Linked DNA regions of Gossypium hirsutum: all the other regions are linked to region 2. The links are chromatin contacts, called in public Hi-C maps. All regions are on one chromosome and are shown on one strand. Each heading gives the region's core, a stretch centred on a gene start, on an enhancer-like site or on the middle of the called end of the contact. The rest is flanking DNA. Distances are from core to core; before and after follow the strand shown.

Region 1 (4,446 bases), core at 1,575-4,074, 150 kb after region 2:
AAATTATCACAACAAGGGTGCGCTTGTAAATATGATTCGCAGTAAATAGTGGTTCGCATGTGAATAAACTAACACTACATGGGTACGCAAGTAATTTATGTAACATACATGGATCACAAATCACGATACTCAGCAAAACAACAAATTGCTCATGCATGAATAACATTGATTTAGTAATAAATAAAAACTAAATTCCAAGTCATGGTTCGTAGAAATAAAATTTAACTTGAAGCAAAATATTCTAAATTCAAACTTGAGTAAATTGTTCAGTAATCAAATCAATGATATAAATAATGTTCTAATCCACATAATATAAACCCATCGCCCATCCTTATGGTTTGCCCATATCAGTCAAGTGCCTCACCAGATCGCCAACCTCGCCAATGTTATCTGCAACCTACTTACCTGAGAAGTAAGAGAGGAGTGGGTGAGTTCATTGAAAACTCAATGAATGATCATAAACCAATAGGTTATACTTAAAGATAGTATTTGAAAATAGTAGAAAACTTTAGTTTGAAAACATTTTGCGTATTGGGTTCGGATGTAAGGTTGCGAGACCTAGTTCGCATAGGAAAACATATTTTGTGAAAACAGTGTTAAAAAGAATGCTTATTAATCCTTTCTTTAAAAACTTGCTAAAGAATGTTTATTAATCCTTTCTTTAAAAACTTTCTTTAAAAAGGCTCGCTTTGAAATCATGAGGCCAATACTTTCAAAATCATTTAAAAACCTAAGACTAGGTTCGCCTTAGGTCGCGAAACCAACTCGCTTATAGTTTTTAGAAAACTTTGAATAAGGTCTGCCTTAGGTCGCAAGACTGATAACTCTTGAAAGGAGTTATAATTCATAATTTTTAAACTTAATTAATTGCTTGTGCTTAAGTAAAATTAGCTTCATTTTAGGTAATTGCATGATCATTTCTATTCAATCGAGTAGTGCATCTAATAACTTGCGATGGTGATTACTTTATTGCATCTTTACTTTTAATTACTTTTGGAAATGTCTTGTTGTGGTTGAATGACATGTTTGAGGGAGAATGCTAGTAAAGGATGGAGGTTTGTCTAGGCATTATGAGAGATTGACATGGTAATGCTGGTGAAGAAAATGACAAACACCCAATCGGCAATGAGGGCACTCAGTATTTGGTCCCCTACATGCACGTGTAATAGAGAATATTCAACTTAAAATTAGGGAAAAAAACAATCATTGGCTGACGGATTTTACCCTAGAGGACAACCCAGTATAAAAGGCAAAGAAAGGAGGGAGACATGAGATGTTTTCGGAGCTTGGACAGAGGTCTCATTGTGGCAATAAGGGCAAGTTGAGCTGACTGTGAACTTTGGTGAAGGCGAGCAACAAGATATCGAGTTGGGAGGATTGGAGTTTTGAAACCCAGATTTCTTCTTCTACATTTTGTTTCAATTCTTTTATTCTAAAATGATATTTTGGGATATTGATGTGTAGCCAAGCCATGAGCTAACTTAATACGGTTGGGGTTTGCTTTAAATGATGTTTTAACTTTGATTAATATTTATGGATTAATATGGTTCATGTTTCTGCTTTAATCAATGGTTGTTTTAGTTTAAAAGCTTAAGAAAGTGTTGATGAATGCTCAATAAGTCTTAAGGTAGCTTGACACCGACGGATTAGGTTACCTAGACTGAAGTTGGGTAATATAAGTGAGTGTTGAATGAAATACTAGTGTAAACTCTAGACATAGAGCCTTACCTTATACAATTTAGAAGGTTGAGTTTTAGTAGTAGTTGTTAATCCCGAGCCTATAGACATATAGTGTCTTAGGGGTGAGTAACTCTAGGTCTTGCTTTCGATAGAGGTAAACCACAATAGTGCCCAATCGAATAGTAAGTTCGCCATAGTTTTGCCACGACATTCACGGGTTAGAACATATTCCTTAGTAATCCCAGCCTTCACGACCAATATTCCAACCTTGCTATAGTCCTTAGTACTCTTGTTTGATTTGTTGCCATGGTAATCTCTGTTAGTATACTTGATTACTCTCATTTCTAATGTGTTAATCCCATTTTAATTTCATTAAACATCATTCGATACATTTATCTTTTATATTCAATTGTGATAACATAGACAAAGAGCACTCATCCAATCCTCGTGGGAATGATACTCATTCAACATGCACAATTGCACAATTCGCACATCATATTCACACGCGACAAAGACCAGTTCACATATATCATAACAGAGTCGGCCTTAGGTCGCACGATGGTTTGTCAAACAAAAAACATGAATAGGGTCTACCTTAGGTCACAAGACCGGTTCGGTTAAAGCATGCTTACTAACAAGCTGATGAGCACTCACAATCTTTGATATACCAATCAAAAGGCTCACAAAAGAGCTCACAGAACAAAAAGCTCGCACTAAAGCAAAGCTAAACAAGTAGCTCATACAAAGCGAACTTAATAAAGAGCACGCACGAAGCAGAGCTGAAACATTTGCTTATAAAAAACTTGGACATTAAGTGCCTTTAAAACACAATTTAAAAACCATTCTTTCAAAACATACCTAAAACATTGGCTCACATAAAACTATGTTTTAAAATAATCTTTTCAAAATCGTGTTTTGAAAATAGAGTTTCGTAGATTAAAACAGATCTTTTTCAGAAAACTTACTTTTGGTTTCAAAAATAAAGTTTCTTTTGAAAAAACCAAAACAATTAATATAGATTGTGTTTGTTTACTTGTAAAAATAAAAGAGCCTTTTTTAAGGTTTGTTTGGCTAAAAATAGTTTCCCATCCTAAACCTTTTACAAAACATGGAAAAATAAATGTTTATTTTACGAAAATGTCTTACAAATTTTATTTTGGTAAGACCTTTTTCAAAGATTTTCCCTTCACCAGTAAACTCAACCTGATGCCTCTTCCCCTTCCCCCTTCCCCCTTCCCCCTTCCCCCATCCTTGTCACCCTGATCTACTGCTTGCCGTTAGCCAGCAGCGGTTTCAAAAATACAAAGTACCAAAACAAAAAAGAGTGAAGAAAGAGACTGAACGACCCCTCTTCTCCGACGCTGTCTCTGACCTTGCAATAGCCGAGCGATCACCACCAACCCCCTCCCAGAATGTTGCGTCCAGCATCAATGCTATTGGCCCGTCGACCCATTTTGGCAGCAAGGGCTCGATCGTTCTCCACTGATCTGCCAGCGGCTCCCTTTGCGGATGCCACGTTCACGGAGGCGTGTTCTAAAGTGATCCCCAATATGGAACCTCCTAAAACTCCTCTCTCTTTCATGCAACCTCATCCTCCCACTCCTTCCTCCATTCCTTCCAAACTCACTGTCCATTTCGTCCTTCCTTATGCTTCTGAGTTGGCCACCATAGAGGTAACATTTGGGTTTTTTTCTTTAAATTCTATTTGGGATATTTCCGATTTGTCTTCAATTCTGTTTTCTGGGATTAGGATTGTGGAAATGAATATTTTCATGCTATTATCTGGTACAAGGCAAAATGTCAAACCTTTATTTTTTATTTTTGCTAAAATTATGTTAGTTGTTTTTTCGATAGAATGCAATGCCAATTACTTTTATTTTGTCTTGATTATCTGAATGGGTCTATAATTGTACGGCATTACTGTTGATTTCAAACATTTGCCCCATACAACTCCTATTGATGAATTTATTTGATAATGATACCATTCAATGCAGTCTTTAAATCGGGTTACAAATTCTGAAACAAAATTAAATTCCCTGGAAGACAAGACAACAAACTGTGGTATTGCACTGCAATTTAGAGTGTATTCGTATTACCTTTACTGATTTTCATATTCAGAAACTGATCATAGGATATCTTTTAGGCTTTTAGCTGCAGCTCATTTATCCCAAAAGAAATATTTGTTTTCATATTTGTTGTCTATTTCTTGTCAATGCCAATTCTGCTACTCCTTTTAGATGAAAAAGTTAATGGCCATATCAGGATTATTGGATTGTGAGTTCATTGGGAATGCACTTAAAAATGCAGTGACATTGATAACTAGTGTCCTTAAAATCCTTGAGTAGACAAATAGAGAGTGAGGGTTGTATTTTTATTAGCATTTGCTATCCTACTTTACTTCGTGCACTTGCACGCCTTACCGTCATGATATTTCTAAGCATTCACTCGGATACCTGGAGCATTTGTGTTGGAAAGTTGGATTTGCTTATAAAAAACTTATGTGTTCATAATTTTAGTTCCACAATATTCCTTATTATGCTATATATATTTTTATTTAATTTTCAAAAGCATTTGCCTTGCTCTGAATTTTGGACATCGAATGGAACCTCATAATTTTGCACAAAGATAATTAATTTCAGCTCATGGGCATAGATTGGTAATGAGGGAAAAGATGTAATTCTAAAGGATTGCACCTAACTACCAAAACTAATGTCTATCTATCACTTATATTTGTTCCTTGAAGGATGATGATAATACTGATACTTG
Region 2 (4,109 bases), core at 625-3,124:
TTGCAGGCAACAAAGGGCTCCCCATCCACTGTAATCTCAATCTCATCCCCACAGATCTGACACGTTTGCCCACTCAATTCTTTCACAGACTTTATCTGATAAGAACAACAACCACAAAGAGCGTACCATCAGTACCTGATTATGAAATGCCAGAACAACAAATCCAGTGCAAACTAAAGCAGTGGTAAAAGTTCTATTTGCACAGTCCTGAAGGAGAACAATTCTCACAGAATTTAACAAATGCCTAAATGTACTAGAAGCTAACCCTGTAATTACATCAAACCTTGACCAGTTACCAATTAGAACTACCAACATTTTCATTTCAACTTAATATGTTTTGATGAAGGCAATACTTTGCAAACAAAAATAGAATTGCAGACATAAGGAATTTATTTCTTCACATCTTAGTTAATATTTTTCTGGTTATCAACACAGTGGTTCACAAAAACAGCTCCCGTTCTTATTTCCTCCTTTATGAGAGCATTGCAACTTGCAAGTTCAAATAGCTTATTAAATCATAAATACATAAGGAACTTGAACGCTACATTAAAAACTGTATAAGCTAAATCATTGAAGATTTAAATCAATATTGCCAAAAAAAATAAGCAGAGCTTAGTTCAGCATTATGACAAAATTCAAATCATCCATGTCTTAAATTCCAAAAGATTTGGAAGAATTCAACAATTTAACGAGACCAATATGTACGGCAGAATCAGAATCATATGCTTTCTTCCAGTTTGTGCCAAATTCCCAGAATCTAAAATGAAGGAATAGCAAATCTTAAATGCAAGAAAAGAAATCTGAACCAGACCTAAAAACATCAAAAATCATATAGTTAACAACCACAAAAACCGAACTTCACCTAAAACGAAATGTAATGGAAACGCCTATTAACCAAGCAACACTCAGACAACTCTATTTTTAAACTCCCATGACGAAAAACCCAAAACCCCAAAGAAACTCAAAAGATTCAGGGGGTTTAAGGCTCAAAATGGAACAAAAAGGTATAAAATTTTGTAAATTTAGCCTCAAAAACATGTTACATTTCTAGTGAAATCCTGATCAGAGAAATGAAATTACTCGCAATTTCGTGCAATACACAGAAAGAAATACGAAAACCCATTTCATGAAACAGCAAAATTAGCAAGTGGGTATTCCTCAAATAACAAAAAAGACGTAAAAAAAAAACAGAAGCTCTTTTTTTTTTAGATTACATTACAAGTATCTTACTCTTGCATTTTCATCTGCGTTTATCAAAACAAATTCATTTCTGTTGTGAGAACCAGCAATGAGTCGGCCTCCAGTGTCCATAGCCGATTATAGCAATAGGAAACAATCCAACTCTGAAAACCCTCGGTCTCTTCTTCAGTACTGAATGAAGTCAAGTCTCAGTACCACCAATTTCCTCGAAAAGATCCAAAATTGGTCCTTTCACTTCCCATAACAAGAAAGAGAAATCGCAGCTCCACCACAAAAGAGTACCCTCCGGTGGTATTATAATAATGGAATAAGATACTCGAAAAGGGGGAAAAGGAACAAACAAAGGGAAATGGGTTTTGGATTGAGAAGCAAGCCAAGTCTGCTTGGAAACCTGGCTGGTTCGGTCGCAATTTCAGAGAACGAGAATAAAAGAAAAATGGAAAGTTTTAGAGAGAGAAAGTAGTGATGAAAGTGTTTAAAATGAGGACGCGTAACGAAGAAGGAGATAACAAGCAGAAGGGGAAGCACTTCTAAAAGATAGAGAAAAATAATAATCCCAAAAAGAAAAAAAGAAAAAAAAAAGACTGTTGAGTGTTTTGTTGGCTATGGGGAAAGAATTTAGATCTGGAAGCTGGGGTCTAAGTGTTTTTTTTTAACCTTTCTTTCTTGAGTTTTTTCCTTTCCTGAGATTTTCTCTCTCTTTTTTTAAGGATATTTTGGATTTTCTTAATAAATTATTTGATCAAAAATTAAATCCTTGTTTAGTATTATTATTACCAAAAGAATAATATTTTTTAGAAAAACCAAAGAACATTTTTTATTTTTATTGATTAATGGATTCTATTCTTTATTTCTAAAAAATTAATGCAAGGGTTGACCTCTGAAATGGTTCAAAAATAAAAATTATTTAGTCAATTTGTTTGTGTTGATTTGATATTGATGGTCAATCCGATGCTGACATATAGTAATCTCTTAACATGACATATGGTAGATATAAATTAAAAAATTTTAAAAATCTAAATACATTTAAATGGTTGTCGTGTTAATCAAAAATTAAAAATTAAAATATATAAATTAATAAAAATATTTGTTTTCACGTTAAGAATGAACCTGAATAAATAGTTGTCCAGATACATATAAATCTAGATATAATTTTAGTAAAATATATATTTTTTATTTCTTATAAAATATCAATTTTTAAGTTATTATTCAAAAATATATATAAAATGTAAATTTATAAAAAAAATATATACCATTAAAAATATATAAAAAGCCTATAATATTTTAAAAAATATATAAAAATACAATATAATAAAAATAATTAAGATTTTATAAATATATAAAAGAACTAAAAAGAACATCTACCATGAATTTGGCTAAACAGTTATCCATATGTATTTAAATTGGACAACCATTTGTCTAAGTTCATTTTTTATGTAAATTTTTTTATATATTTTATTAATTTATACATTTTAAAATTTTATATATTTTTAATTTCAAAATAATAATAAACAAATATTTTATAAAAAATTAAAAAAACATATAAACTTACTAAAAGTACATCAAAATGAACTTAGACAAATGTTTGTCCAAATACATTTGAATTTGGACAACCATATGTCTAGGTTCATTCTTGATGAGAAAAAAGTTTTATTTTTATTAATTTATATATTTTTAATTTTTTTAAATTATGTTCATCATGCGTCATACTGATAGATTGCCATGTGTCACTATCAGATTTGTCATTAGTGTCACATCAACACAAACTTACAGTACGGTGTTAGTGAGAAGATACCAATTTGAGTGATGAAATACAAGTTTAGGTACCAACTAGGTTAGAAAAAAAACTCAAATACTAACTAGATACTTTTTAATAAATTAAAGGGGTAAACTATGTATTAACCCTTTTATTAAAATTTTATATAATTTTAATTTCGAAATAATAATAAACAAATATTTTATAAAAAAAAGTTAAAAACATATAAACTTACTAAAAGTACGTCAAAATGAATATAGATAAATGGTTGTTCAAGTACATTTGAATTCGGACAATCATTTGTCTAGGTTCATCCTTAATGCAAAAAAAGTTTTATTTTTATTAATTTATATATTTTTAAAATTTTTTAAATTATGTTCATCATGCGTCATACTGATAGGTTACCATGTGTCACCATCATATTTGTCATTTGTGTCACATCAACACAAACTTATGGTATTAATGCGAAAATACCAATTTAAGTGACAAAATACAAGTTTAGGTACCAACTAGGTCAGAAAAAAACTGTCGAAACCATTTTTGAAAACAAAAAATTTAGGTTGTCAACTCTAAAAAAAATGAAAATTTGGGAGTCGCCACTAATCTTTTATTGAGGTGTGATTGGATCACCTAAAAAAACGGCTTTGGTCTACGAGTTTTAGAAAAACGGATCCGGGAGTCAGTTACGTACGAGGAAGGATTAGCACCCTCGTAACGCCCAAAATTGGTACCTAGTTAATTAATTAGTATCTTAAGGTCGAGAATTTGGAAAAAAAAGTAATCCTTAGCAAAACTTAAAAGGCTACGTATTAAGACCCTTATTATTTCAGAGAAAGAAGATACCACACCCAATGTGTTAGGGCACAGCATTCTAATTTTCCCCAAAATGAATTGGGCCAAAATACTTGTACAATAAAACTTTAAAAGAACATCCACTCATCCAAGATTCAAGAAATCACACCCAATACGTTAGGGCACGATTCCTCTAGAATCCCAAACTCGGAATATTTCCTTTACTTTAAAAGAACATCAACTTATCCAAGATTTAAGAAATCACACCCAATACGTTAGGGCACAATTCCTTTAAAATCCCAAACTCGGAATATTTCCTTTATTATTTTCAAAAAAAATCTTCATTTCGAGAAATCAATGC
Region 3 (4,208 bases), core at 1,582-4,081, 150 kb before region 2:
GTTATGATCATATTTTGTTAAAATATTCTTCATTGACTGATGTAATCTATAAAAAATGTTTATTTAAATAAACTAAATAATAATTTAACAGTGCTCCAATAATTGATAAAGAGAAACGGTACTCCAATGATTTTGATAATTAAGCTCTATTTATCAATTACCAAAATTAATTGAGTAAAACTACAATGAAATAAAAGTTCTTAATCTTATTTTCGTGCAATAAAACATCAACGATTTACTTTTATTTTTAGTAAAGTTCAAAACTCAATCTTATTAGAGAATTATGCTTAATAAATAAAGCATATGAAAACCCAATAACATTCTATTAAAAATAATAATGATTTCTTAACAGGAAGAATTTTGCATTAAGGTACAACATTCTCCATTCCATTGCAACAAATTAGCAATCTTTTCTTGGAAGAGAACTCACAAACGATTTATAGATGAATGTCGGATCATCTTTTCCGCTTTGTAGTCAAAATTCTTCGTTCAGCCTCCATTTCTGCAACCAGAACATGAAACTCGGAACCAAGCATGTCATGTATGTCAATCTTAAGTGAGCTACTCAACTCAACTGTCTCCATGATCAAATTTAAATCTACATTGAAACCTAAACTCGTCAATACTCGGATAGCATTTCCAATTCTGCATATGTTTTGCCTCATCTCTAGCGGGGTATAAGCTTGGTTTATTCCTTCAACAACTGTAGATTGTTCAGTACTTTTAGCTTGATCGATTACCATACTGTCTCTAGCTTCAACATGTTCGCCAATCCATATATATCCGTTACGTCCAAGTATCAAGCCAATTCCAAACTGTTCAAGGTGATGGAAATGCTGTTTGCTTTTCTTCACCAGGTAAGGATCAATTATGAGCAACTGGCCTTTCTCAAGCTGTGTACATGTCGATTCAATCAGCAATAGCATTATTAAGATCGACAAACTATGCCAAATCAGAAGGGATATACAAATTCTTTCGAGATAGATACCTTTCCATACTTTCGGCTTCTTGCTTGGAGTTGTAAGCTGCCATCATGCTGGAAATTACGAACCTCAGCCTGAAGAAAAAAGAATGTCATTTCCAACACAAGTGTTCATCGTTTTCTTCTATTTGTCATATAGCATGTTCATGTTCATATAAAAATACTACAAAAGAGAACACAAACAAGTGCGTCACTGGACTTACACAGACAATATCATTCTCTTCAAATATACTTCGCATGTTGAGTTCATCCAAAGCAGTTCGCCGTCGCTAATAATACAAAGTGAAATTTAAATTAGGAAAATTTATAAGGGAGCAAAAGCAAAGTTGTATGTTACTTAGGGATGAGTATCGGACTTAAATGTCCAACATGGGTATATTCAATTTTCTAAATTTTCCATCTATTAGGAGGATCATATCCACATATCAATGACCAAATATATGTCAAAAACAGGTTCTTCAAGAAAAATGAGTCAGTATAACATAGGGAAAAAACATAAATATTTTCCCCATATGGCATCAAAACGCAGCTAGCATAAATATGAGGCAGTTTTGAAGCAAGACAAACAAGGAATGAGGAACTTATAAATGTTGCTCATATAAAATTCAATGGATAGCTTCAAGGGATACTATGCAGTATCAGACCAATGGTGGAAGTTCAACTAAAAAGACTTTGCTAGTCTAACAATATACAAGGAGAACTGCACTCTCACATCAAGCATCCAACCTCAATCGAATTTCATTATAAATTCTACATAATTTCTGCAAGGAATATACAAGTTACCTGAATACCATCAGGCATGTTCATTGAAGAAAGCATTAAAACCGCATCTTGGCTAAAATTAATTTCTAATCTCCACCGCTTTTGAGCAACCTGAATATGAATAAATGAAAATGCAAAGTCCCTTATGTGTTCCAGAAAAGAAGAATAATTATTTTTGGTACAAAGGGAAATACTGGGTCAATGCCACATTTGAAGGTAAGTGTTATTCAGCCACTTTAGGCCTTACCTCGACTACACGTCCCACTACGACATCCCCAACCTCTGGCTTGTACCTAAAAGATTTAATAATTCGAAAATAATTAAATTCCAAAACAACAAAAGAAGAGTAATAGGATTGAAGAGAGATTTTTGTTTGAGAATACCTAGCGCGTAAGGAGCGTACGTAGACCAGTTTGTTGACGCGCTCCACAACGCCGCACACAGTTGCCACCAATTCGCCGTTGAGGTCCGTTGTTCCATGTCCCCTTCAGAAAAAAAAAAGTGAAGAACATAAAACAAGTGTTTAGCCATGCTATATAATTAATTTAATTGTAGTTTTTGGGGAGCACTTGAGAAAAGCGTCTTCGTAGTTGACAGGAATAGTATCGGCGACGGTAACGGAAGCGTCGGAATTGGCCATAGCAGATAGAGACTGAAGCTTTTCGAATGCCCTTTGAAGTCTTACCCTTTGGGTTTGGCTCAACGGTAACTTCAATCCTCTCATTTTATCTTTGTTATCGGCTACTCGGCATAAGCTTGATTTCGGGGTACTCAAACTCTTCCTGCAAAACAAAAAAAGTGGAGAGAAGAAGGAGAAGAAGAAACCCTAAACCCTAATGCCTCGATTGAATTTCCCCCCATTCTTTGATTACTAATTGGGCTGTTAACGGGCTATTTAATTGGGCCACCCGGTTGATTTGTTCGTACTTTTGTAAGATTTCTGTAATTTTGTTTCCGTGACCAAAGTACCCAAAAAAAATATCTCGCAGCTCAAGCTTAAAGAAGAGACAGAGAGAAATGCATAAGAAACAGGGGAAAAGTTACGTGGGTTGAAGAAGTTAGATTTTCTGCACAATGATATTTCTTTTGCCTAAATATCTTATAACTAAGAAAAACCTAATTTAAATAAATTTGTTCAGAAGCGAAGGCTTAACTCAATTGTTAGAAGTCAAAAGCTGTTTTTATTATTTAAAATATATTAAAACATTTTAGAAGGCTATTTTTTATAATTAATGTAAACATTTTTTTTGATTAAATAGTTATTCATATCTAATCAAATTAATCTAAATTTAAAATACTTGTAATAATTGAGAAATTTAAATTAAACAAATAATTCAACTCTAGAAAATTTAATATAAAGTTGTTACCCCAATCCAAAAAATATGTATTAGAGCGAACATAATCGATATTAACTCAATTACAACTTCAATGTTACACTTGGCGCTTTAAGATAAACATTACTATCCAATAAACACCTAAATAAAAGAATAGGGTAACACCACAAAGTTCATGGTCACAATCTTGCCAAATAAGGATACCCTAACGAGTAAGCACATGGTTTTAGAACATGATATTAACGACTACGAATATCTCAACCAATCAATACGACCACACACTCTTATGCAAGAAAGCAACTCATGAGTAACAAAAGGAATGGCCGCAAGTTTTGATAAAAAAGGAAGATCTAGCAATTATTAAGGAATATCTTTCACTATCATTATTCTCTAATATATTTCAAACCCTTTATCTCTTTTAAATACCTGCTGATTTAAACATCAGATAGCATTTAAGAACATAAGCTTCGATTCTCCCCTAGTTTTCTTTGTGCTTGTAACTTGTTACTAGCCATCTCAAGTCAATTTTCCCTTCTCATAAAGATGACACATTAACATATCTAAATAGTATAGTTCACAATTATACTCCAATATTAGTTTACTTATGTCATAAATTATCTTTTTATGGTGAAAGTGAAAATTCATAAATTAATCCCTATGCTTTTTAATCTTATCCAATTTAGACTAAATGTGATCTTCATCCTACCAATATACATTTCATGTCATTTTTATTCCAAATAATCATTATTAACTAACATTTTCTCAAATTAGTAAAATTATATTTTAGTGTTCATACTTTTTAAAATTTATGATTGATCATTTTATCACATTTTCACATTCACAACTCTTCATTGATTTCCATCACCAATATCAAATTAATTCCTTATGATCTCTTTTTCTAACTCATTTTTATATTTTCTCAAAGTTCACTAAACATGATCTCAGAACAATACCAGATGTTGTATAGAAAATTTGGGGGCGTTACAGTAATAGTATATAATAGGGAGATCAATTATAATACTTTAGTGGAATGACTATGTGACAAAATAACTTTATAATTAATAGACAAAGAGCCAAAACTTAATTACAATTTATTTAAGTCATAATTATATATGTCCAATCGGTTCATC

What was found. Hi-C and Micro-C count contacts between places; a contact is called where the count stands out from the background.
Region 1: a contact with region 2 is called in a Hi-C map of leaf, with 4 times the contacts expected there. The contact joins the promoter of LOC107911481 here to the promoter of LOC107911480 in region 2. A contact is called at or near these places in 5 of 34 Hi-C or Micro-C datasets (all in leaf).
Region 3: a contact with region 2 is called in a Hi-C map of leaf, with 2.9 times the contacts expected there. The contact joins the promoter of LOC107921000 here to the promoter of LOC107911480 in region 2. A contact is called at or near these places in 3 of 34 Hi-C or Micro-C datasets (all in leaf).

The regions. Positions count from the first base shown.
Region 1 is chrD11:39,627,589-39,632,034 of Gossypium_hirsutum_v2.1, reverse strand. LOC107911481 (ATP synthase subunit delta', mitochondrial) reads left to right here and starts at 2,824. Exons shown (of 2, transcript XM_016839297.2): 1 at 2,824-3,353. The coding sequence starts at 3,093.
Region 2 is chrD11:39,772,717-39,776,825 of Gossypium_hirsutum_v2.1, reverse strand. It overlaps LOC107911480 (cellulose synthase A catalytic subunit 2 [UDP-forming]), which reads right to left and starts at 1,874. Exons shown (of 14, transcript XM_016839296.2): 1 at 1,231-1,874; 2 at 1-95. The coding sequence starts at 1,311.
Region 3 is chrD11:39,921,876-39,926,083 of Gossypium_hirsutum_v2.1, reverse strand. LOC107921000 (exosome complex component RRP4 homolog) reads right to left here and starts at 2,831. Exons shown (of 7, transcript XM_016850845.2): 1 at 2,314-2,831; 2 at 2,128-2,229; 3 at 1,992-2,037; 4 at 1,766-1,855; 5 at 1,186-1,251; 6 at 989-1,057; 7 at 307-893. The coding sequence starts at 2,468. The coding sequence ends at 456.